Regions from separate parts of the Zea mays genome. Here region 1 is linked to region 2. The links are chromatin contacts, called in public Hi-C maps. All regions are on one chromosome and are shown on one strand. The core of a region is the stretch at or near the end of the contact, and the rest is flanking DNA. Distances in the headings are between cores, read along the strand shown.

The links. Hi-C and Micro-C count contacts between places; a contact is called where the count stands out from the background.
Region 1: a contact with region 2 is called in a Hi-C map of leaf, with 7 times the contacts expected there. The contact joins the enhancer-like site here to the promoter of LOC103641260 in region 2. A contact is called at or near these places in 3 of 25 Hi-C or Micro-C datasets (ear, leaf and tassel).

The regions. Positions count from the first base shown.
Region 1 is chr10:78,949,223-78,953,886 of Zm-B73-REFERENCE-NAM-5.0, forward strand. It overlaps LOC100282280 (Putative MYB DNA-binding domain superfamily protein), which reads right to left. Exons shown (of 2, transcript XM_008663702.4): 2 at 4,059-4,422. Among protein-coding and RNA genes, the nearest start is that of LOC100282280, 6.9 kb to the right of the region's middle. Within about 2 kb of position 1,964, at least 17 of the 20 cell types and tissues checked have an H3K27ac peak or open chromatin away from gene starts, as enhancers often do. A contact at or near this core is called in ear, leaf and tassel, where this site is marked.
Region 2 is chr10:78,829,763-78,834,299 of Zm-B73-REFERENCE-NAM-5.0, forward strand. It overlaps LOC103641260 (AT-hook motif nuclear-localized protein 23), which reads left to right and starts at 1,669. Exons shown (of 2, transcript XM_008664622.2): 1 at 1,669-2,229; 2 at 2,321-3,486. The coding sequence starts at 2,321. The coding sequence ends at 3,196.

The DNA of each region.
Region 1 (4,664 bases), core at 714-3,213, 120 kb after region 2:
TGTAATCATGTGCATTCAGTACATAAATATATGTATTAATAAACCTTTATTGCACTTTCAGTTTGTATTTTCTGTTGGGAGTTTATGGACCTGCTGATACAGTAATTGACATATTATCAAAATATATTGTAGGAAGAGGAGCTGGAAGCAAGGATCAGATTGCTTGAAGTGTGAAAAAATGATTACTCGCATGCATGCTAGTTGTTGGCGTAACACCGAGCCGATGGAGAGAATTTAGTTTGCTAGATGAATCTTTATACTTTTGCATGTAATAGAACTGAAAGATCACTTCAAAATTTAGGAAACATGTATGCTATTATTTTTATATGTTCATCACAGAAAGCGTGTTCTAAACAAATATATGTTGGAATCCAAAGTCAAAGATTGATCTTCTTTTAGTAATCAAATTTCATATATTCTAAGCTACATATTATTCAAGTTGTCCTACAATGTGCATCATAATCAGTTTATTATTTGTTTCATTAGCATATATTTGTATGCATGTATTCTTTTTTTAACTGCACATAGGAAATAACATCAGACAATCTGTCGGCATATAGACTTTTAGCGACACACAAGGCGTCGACACAAAAATATGTTGGCAAAAGTCTGTCCGACAGCAAAGATATGTCTGTCGGCAAAAACATAAACATTACTGATAGATAGTATGTCGGTAGATCTATGTCTGCCGGTAAATCTTTTTGCTGACAGGACTTTCGCCGACACACATTGTCTGTCGCTAAAACTCTTTACCGACAGACTTTGCGACGCTATTTAGGTATTTTACCATCAGACAGTCCGTAGGCAATATTGTGTCATGGTGTAGTGCATGTTGAAACACCCAAAGTTCAGTACATGACAGCCATGCTGGTGAGCCTCTTAGTCTCATAGCAAATCACACACACAACATCGTTGCTTAGCCCCAAAAGAGTTCATCCATGCATCCCCAGATCCGATACCCTTGCATATGAGCTGACCAAAGGATTCCCGAGTGTATCTTGGCAGCAACACATGCAGCTTCTTCCATTCCTTGTATAATTAAACTACGTACCTAAGATTTCTCTACACTAGATACTTTAACAACAGTTCTAGCAAGTTCTCTTCAAGAATATAAAACACATATAGTAAAAGAATTGATGTCCGACGATCGATCACTCTAGAATTTTCGCTCATATATCAAGTAACTATAAGCAACCATGCATGTCTGACAAGCTTGAGACGTCCGGTTAGAAGAAGAATGCCGCCGCGTATCCGCCTGACAAGCTTGAGACGACACGGATCAAAAGACGTCCGGTCCTGGGGACAATAATGACAAGTTAGAAACTTTGTAGATGATTGATGGCAAGAATCGAAAGGCATGGATCAGCATGTTAGATTTGAGATTTAAATTTAGAAACTTCTATATTTAATGAACCAACATGTAGTACATATGTCGTCTATGTAAAAATCTAAAATCGAACATACAGACAGAAATAGATCATACAATAAACTGTCCGTTTCATCGTCTACAAACTAATTAATGCTTTGCATGTGGTTAAGATCAATCATGAATGTTGTTTGATATAAATTTCTAACTATATAGAGATATCTGGCAAAAAAATAGTTAAAGCAGTCGTCAGTTCCAATAATTCATTTTTGAACTAGAAAACGTCGTATATATATGAAAAAGCGGAGGGAGTATAATTATTCTGTTTCCATTTTTGAGGTAACAACGACTCGATTATATACTGTCCTTTATTATTCCTCTGAAAGCATCTTGATTCTCCTTGACCTCTTCTCTAGATTATTCTTCGCCCATTTGGTTTTCGCTTGTTCCTGATTCGTCTCGGAGATAATCCGGATGCTGCGCAGTAGTTGCGGGCCATAAGTTACTTGAGCCCATCAACTAATTGGGCTTAGTACAGGGCCTCACTACATCAATTGAGCTATTTTGAGCTTTGCTTTTACAGATAAGCCCAAAGGTAGAGTCGGGCCCGAATCGTCTGATAGATGTGTGCGTGCGTGAGAGGGATGGACTAATGGAGACACAGTAAGAGACGAGTCCGAGCATCTCAGTTCCAGTGGTCAGTGGATGAGGCCAGGGTCAATTTGGAACGGAAACGGTCCCACACGAGTGTCACGTCCAAAATGCAGTCACCATGGTCTCTCGAGTTTATCTGAAGAAACTAGTGCGTGAGTTGATTGGTAGTACAAGTAGGGATGCAATGCAAGTGGGCTTGTGCTCTGCACCAGGTTGTTATCCAGCAGCCTACAAGGCACAGATGTTGATCTCTGTTTAATCTTTACAAATTTAGTGATATAAATCTTGGATAAAAATTTCTGTTGCATACACAATCGGTATCAGGCCATCCCAGGATTGGTGGTTCTCTATGCTAAAGCACGACAGACGCACCAAACCAACATAAAATTATTTAGCCTTGTAACAACAAAATGCTTGAGCTAATCTTTGCACATTTCTCTTCTTCTTTTGCAGGACCACAAGGATACCGGTGTGCTCACCAACCAGATTTGTGAACACCATACAAAATTTATCACATGATCATAAGGATGCTATAAAAACAACTGTCCTTGGAAGAGGGTGAAGGTCCAGGAGTTCACGTCCTTGGTGCTGTCCACACAGTACCTGTCAAGCTTGGGGAACTGCCTCTTGCAGTATGTCCGTGACAGATTCCGCTCCCTGGCTGCAAATTATATCCACATTGTCCTGATATGTTATAGTTTGAAAGCTGTCTCCACGTTGTGCGGATTCTGCAAATTATCAGTAAATTCTTTAGTGTTATAGCTTGGACCTTTTTCGGGTACTTGATGAAATGATAGTTAAGAATTAGCTCTGAAGAATTTTGATACAAGTCCAGCCATAAATTCTACAATATATTGGGAGGCGCTCGAACACAAGTTCTCTGCCTCAGACGCTGGGCGCGAGCTGTATGTGATGGACGAGTACCATGACTTTATAATGGTTGATGGTAGTTATGTCGTGGAATAGGCTGATGGGTTCCAACTTATTGTAAGGGAACTCGAATAACATGGACATGTCTTGCCTGATAAGTTTGTAGCGGGTGGCATAATTGCCAAGTTGTCTTCATCAAGGAGGAACTTAGCTACAACTCTGATTTCCGTTGAGGATTTGTCGACTAATCTTGATGTGGAAAAGAAGGCGTGGGCAAAAGATGGTCCAAAAGCACCCGAAGGGTAGTCTAGCGCCAACATGATGCAACATGCTGGAAAGAAGAACTATAAGCCCAATCAGAATACTCAATTCAAAAGGAAGAAGAAGATGAACATGGATGAGGTTGTGTACTTTGCTTCCGGTGAGAATGGGCATTTGGTCAAGAAGTGCAAGAACCACAAGAATCGGTCAGGACATAGAAGAAGGATCCTTCCACGGATGATGGATGGGAGAAAGACCATAGAGTAAGGCTTGCCCCCACAACGGCAGGGGTCAAGATGTTGTGAAGTTTAATCGTTGAGCAAGTTAGTGAAAGTATCAAAGTTCGAACTCCTGCGATCTATATTGAAACAAAAAGTGAGAGGCTGAGATGACAAATAAATTAGAGAGTGAGATCCCCTCTGTTTATAGGGTGGATTCATTTACAGTAGCGAAGCTAGCAAAAATTTTATCGGGGTCATCAGTATTTTCTACTAGATCTTCACTATAGAACTATTGTTATTAACACCATTTTCCATTAGATATTCAGAAATTTACCGGGGTCAGCTACCATTTTCCATTAGATATTCAGAAATTTACCGGGGTCAGCTGACCCCAAAAAAGGGCTGGCTCCGTCCCTGTTTATTTACCAAGCCAGTCGATAGGAGATGACAAATAATATTTATAGGGTGTATTCATTCTCTAACGAACTAGTCAGTACCGACCCGTGATCGGAGTACTGACCAAATTGATCGATCGACGGACTCACCGATCGATTGGCCGAATTAACCAAGCCAGTCGATACCAACCACCTACGCCACCATGTTAACAGGCAGTACCGACCGCTATTGAACTGATTCCTGTAGAAGTCAAATATGATTCCTCTGAGATGGCCTAAGCGCGCAGACCATAAAAAAAAACGCTGCTTGGTTTCCCACTCTCAAACGAGGAATTCGAAGCAGTACACAAAAACATTTAACCGACTAGCAATAGGACCCCTACAAAAGATTGCAATGAAAACATGCTTTAGTTTGAAACAAGAACAGGTTCTTCCTGTCTCATGCCATGTGTCCAGTAGTAAGTCAAAGTTTCTCCTATATCAAGGGATACCCTGTCTCTAGTTCAATAGGAAAATTACATGATCTGTTCTATAGCTCCGGCCCTCTCCGTAGTGTAGTTAATCCTCTGCCGTTTCCATGGTTCACTGGAGCTAGCCATGTAAAGTTCTTCCTCGCTAGCCAAACCAGTGCAGCGCATGTCATTCAGTCCGGCACCTGAAAGGTGTCGCAGGATAAGTTCACTGTGTAAAGAACTAATGATCACGACGAACTCATGATACAGAACAGAGGTTACACAACGGAGACCAGACATGTAGATTTAGCTACTTTACATTCAGAATATAATATTATGTACAGTATAATGCATATATTGATATTGAATCATCAGAAGATCTGGTGTGCTTCTCAATTTGCCTCACCGATGTACAGCAGAAATTACTTTCCAGGGTTTTTTTTTG
Region 2 (4,537 bases), core at 419-2,918:
AGCGCCGAACTTGTTGCAGGCCTCTGGGATGACAGCGCCAGCGGCACCAAGCATGGCCTATTTGGCATGGATCAGCTCATAGGCTTGGTACCTGTATGGCGTTGATGGTAGGATAAGTTTTCTGAGTAGTGACACTTGTATCAACAATAGGTTCATCACCAAGCAAATCATTAACTGAAGAAACATATGCACTATTCCCAGTATTTTGGCATGAGGTCCATAACTAATTTCTCAAACTAAGACAGGTATTGTTGTACGAGCGGCAAACCAGCTTATGCCAAGGGTAAAAACATATTAGTAGAAGTTTATAGTATGTAAGTTTACTCAAGAAAGAAGAAATTTGATAATTCCATAATGTCTCGGTTAACTGTTTGCCTGAGAAAACAACTGACCAAGATTGATTACTGCTTTATTTTTAGTTGTTACTGGAATGGATGATCTTCGTGGCTCCTTCCCCGTGAGCCTTGTGATCATTGAGTAGTTGGCTAAATTGCTATTTAATGTAGCCAGATGCAATTCAGTGCTATGCTAATTTCTACTTTGGTATGGCGATCAGGTTTAGATTTTGGCGAAACAAAAACAGTGGAGTGGAGTGGAGTACAAGCGGCCAGAAAAGTGAGAGAGCTATAAGTCTGGAGCTAGGAACGGTGTGAGCACGGATCGACCAAAAAAACTATGCAATAATACAATTCAACTTTGTAGTGGAATGTGGAGAAATTTCACCGTTTCTGGAAATGCATAAAAGAATAGAAAAGGTCACCTTGAACTGGATCTAGGTCTGCTAAAGCAATGCTGAAACCCTCCACATCAGAGTCCACGACTCCCCTTTCTTCCTGTTCGGTGACCTCCATATCCTCCTCCATGACACGCCTTTCCCTCTCTCTCGCCTACCACTCCCGCGTACGCCCATACCAGGTTGGGCGGCGGCTGGTGCGAAGCCATTGCACGGGGCGAGAGCGAAGGTTGGTCGGCGGCTGGTGCGAAGCCATCGCACGGGGCGAGAGCGAAGGATGCGGACGCCCGCGTCCGGGTGAGGCGGGAGGTTCGGTCGTCGCAAGCGAGGCAGGTGGGTTTTGTTGACATAGATCTAGGCAAGCACGTTGGGTGAGCGGAGGATGCGGACGCCCGCGTCCGACGATGGCGGGACATCACGAGAGGGCGGGGGAACCGCGGCGTGCGTCGCGGGGATAGGGCGGACGCAGGGGCGGGCATCACGAGCGGCCGAGGGCATCGCGGCGTGCGTCGCGGGGGCGAGGCAAGCACAGGGGCGAGCATCGCGCCGAGCGGGGGCAGGCGGGGGCATGGTGCCTGGTGGACGCCCTCGTTAGAGTCTTATAGGAGTAGTATAGATAAAAAGTTTCTCAAATTTAACTAAATTGTGGAGAATAATATCAATATTTATATTATATTATGAAAACATATTCTATGATTAAACTTTTGTATATGTTTAGTTAAGTTTTAAGAGGTTTAACTAGAAATGGGAGATGCGTAATTATTTTGAAATGGAGAAATTACGCCACTTCAACGAGTGAACCTGGGTGACAGACACATGGGCCCTACAAAGGGCTAGACCTCACGTCACTCTATGGCAAGTCGGGCCATGCATCTTCCTCGTCACCCTCCTCCCTCCCTCTCCCTCTCTAGCTCATGTATATATTATATTTCTTCCTTCCATCAACTCCAATGACCAGCACTAACCTATGCCTTTCTCGCCTTCTTTCGCCATCACTTCCTCTCTCCTTCGTCCTTGTCCCTGTCGTTTCTCTCTCTTGGCCAGCATCGACGACGACTCCATCCTGCACCTCCCATCTCTGGCCCTTTTCTTCGCCTCTCCGTCCCACTCCAGCGAGCTGCTTTCTCCTCCCAAAATATAATCCGATCCACATGAACAATAAGCACCACCATCAGCAAGCAAGCAAGCAGCAGGATAAATTAACTTAGGAGTACGTACGTGAGAGAGAAATTAAAAGAAACCCCAAGCGCAGAGAGAGAGAGCGCGCGCGCGCGGCAGCTTCAGCCTTCAGCTATAGCTGCCCTTTTCGTCTCTCCTCCCCACATCCCAGAAACCATTCTTTACTCCCCTCCAAGAAAACAAGCACCACACAAACCCTAAAGAAATTCAGCGCACGCAGCAAGCGCGCCTCTCATCCTCTCCTTCCTCGCCGTCTACTATTTTCATCATCACCGCCACCACTTCCTCTCTCGCGCCGCCAATTATTAATATTATCGGTACTGTTGTGTAGCCATTATTTTTACTTTCGCTTATTTGCTACTATACTCCTTACTGACATATAATTAGTTCTTCTCCTACCCTAGAAAGATGGCAGGCCTGGATTTGGGCACAAGCTCCTACCTGCACCACCACCACCACCAGTCCCTGCACCTCCACCACGAAGACGGCGGCGGCCGCGCGGGGGGCTCTGACGATGGCCAGGACTCGCTGTCGCCGGGATCGGGCGGCGGCGGTGGTGCCCCGCCCAGCACCATCGGCGGCGGCGGGGAGGTCGTCGGCCGCCGCCCGCGCGGCCGCCCGCCGGGCTCCAAGAACAAGCCCAAGCCGCCCGTGATCATCACCCGGGAGAGCGCCAACGCGCTCCGGGCGCACATCCTCGAGGTCGCCGCCGGCTGCGACGTCTTCGAGGCGCTCACCGCATACGCGCGCCGCAGGCAGCGCGGCGTCTGCGTGCTCTCGGCGGCCGGGACCGTCGCCAACGTCACGCTGCGCCAGCCGCAGTCGTCCCAGGCCGGCCCGGCCTCGCCGGCGGTCGCCACGCTCCACGGCAGGTTCGAGATACTCTCCCTCGCCGGCTCCTTCCTCCCGCCCCCCGCGCCGCCGGGGGCCACCAGCCTCGCGGCCTTCCTGGCAGGGGGGCAGGGGCAGGTCGTCGGCGGTAGCGTGGCCGGCGCGCTCATCGCCGCGGGCCCGGTCGTCGTCGTGGCCGCGTCGTTCAGCAACGTCGCCTACGAGAGGCTGCCGCTCGAGGACGGCGACGAGGTGGCCCCTCCGCCGCCTGCAGGGGCCGACCAGCAGCAGCCCGGTGGCGTGCCGTTTGACCCCGCGGCCGCGGCGGCCTCTGCCGGGCTTCCCTTCTTCAACCTGCCGTTGGGGATGCCTCCAATGCCGATGGTCGGCCACGGCGGCTGGCCTGCTGGCTCCCCTGGCGGCGCCGGTGTCGGGAGGCCGCCCTTCTCTTGACGGATCCCATAGATCTATCGGCGAAGTGCACGCGCGCGAGGACGTGGACTACAGACTACTACGTGTACAACACCCAAGTAGCATCTCTTTCTCTGCCTTCCGCTTCATTCCCTTGCTTGTTCTCTCGCTCTTGTGCCATTGCTGTGATCTCTGTCTCTCTCATGTTTTTTATGTTAACCTGTATGGGACTTGATTGTGTTAATTCTTGATAAGTTGAGTGTCTCTGTTAATTTGAACTATGTTTTGTGAGGACATGCATTCATAAATTGATCAAAATTCGTTTTAGTTTATGTCCCGGAGTCAAATGCTCAAGGTAATTTATTACCATAAACTCTTGTGCTGGTGGGAAGAAACCTCAGCTTCGTTAAGTTGTCTGTCGGTTGCACTGGCTCTTTTGTTTGTTTTTCTTTTCCACATATCAAAAGTTCAGTGCTACTACTTATTGGTTCATGAATGTTATTTAATTTGCTGGTTTCATGCTTACATATCTTTTATTTCTACTGATGTTTAATTTGCAAATCAGTAGGTTTGCATGCTTTTTTTTTCTTGCAAGGGATCCAAATAACTCTTCATATATATATAATGGGGACATCACTTTATTGTTTTTTTACTTTGTTGGCGTGTAGAATTTCACTGTTTCTTATATGCTACCAGCTTTCTGCAATTCTACAAATATGGTGTTTCTCACAAACATTGCTCAGAGCACAAGCTATGTATCCTCATTGTTCTCTTTCTCGACTTTTAGCATATTAACTATATTAACCTGGATATATACATCATTTGAGGAAGGGATCAGCTGATTGTTTTTTAGAGGGTCGGGATGAATCCCCATAAATTCTAATGAGTAAATAATGAAATACATGCAAGCAGGGCGAGAAATGCGTTGTGTTTTGTTGACTCAATCTTCTATTTTTTTCCTTAGATTGGGTGAGATGTGATTGCTTAATTTTCTCTCCCAAATTAAAAGAGAGACATATGCAAATGCACAGAAGTATATCCCATCCCATCTATAAATTTAGATATTTCATTCACCTGAATTCTATAGCATGGCTACAAATTTGGAGTGGTTTGGGGAGCGGGTTATATTAGAAAACACTGGGAAAAATACACTGTAACTTACTTTGGACACACTCATTCCCTACAGGGGCGGGAGGGGATTAAGATTAAAATAAATTAATTTTCCTTTCAATCCCCTGGAATCACCATGAGACCTTATTCGGTTGCGTAGAGATTGGAGGGGGTTTATATCATTTCTATTCAATTTTGACTAACAAGGTATTTAATCTCCTCAAATCCACTCCTAAGGAATCATTGATCCAAACTAGCCACAATTCAGGCTGC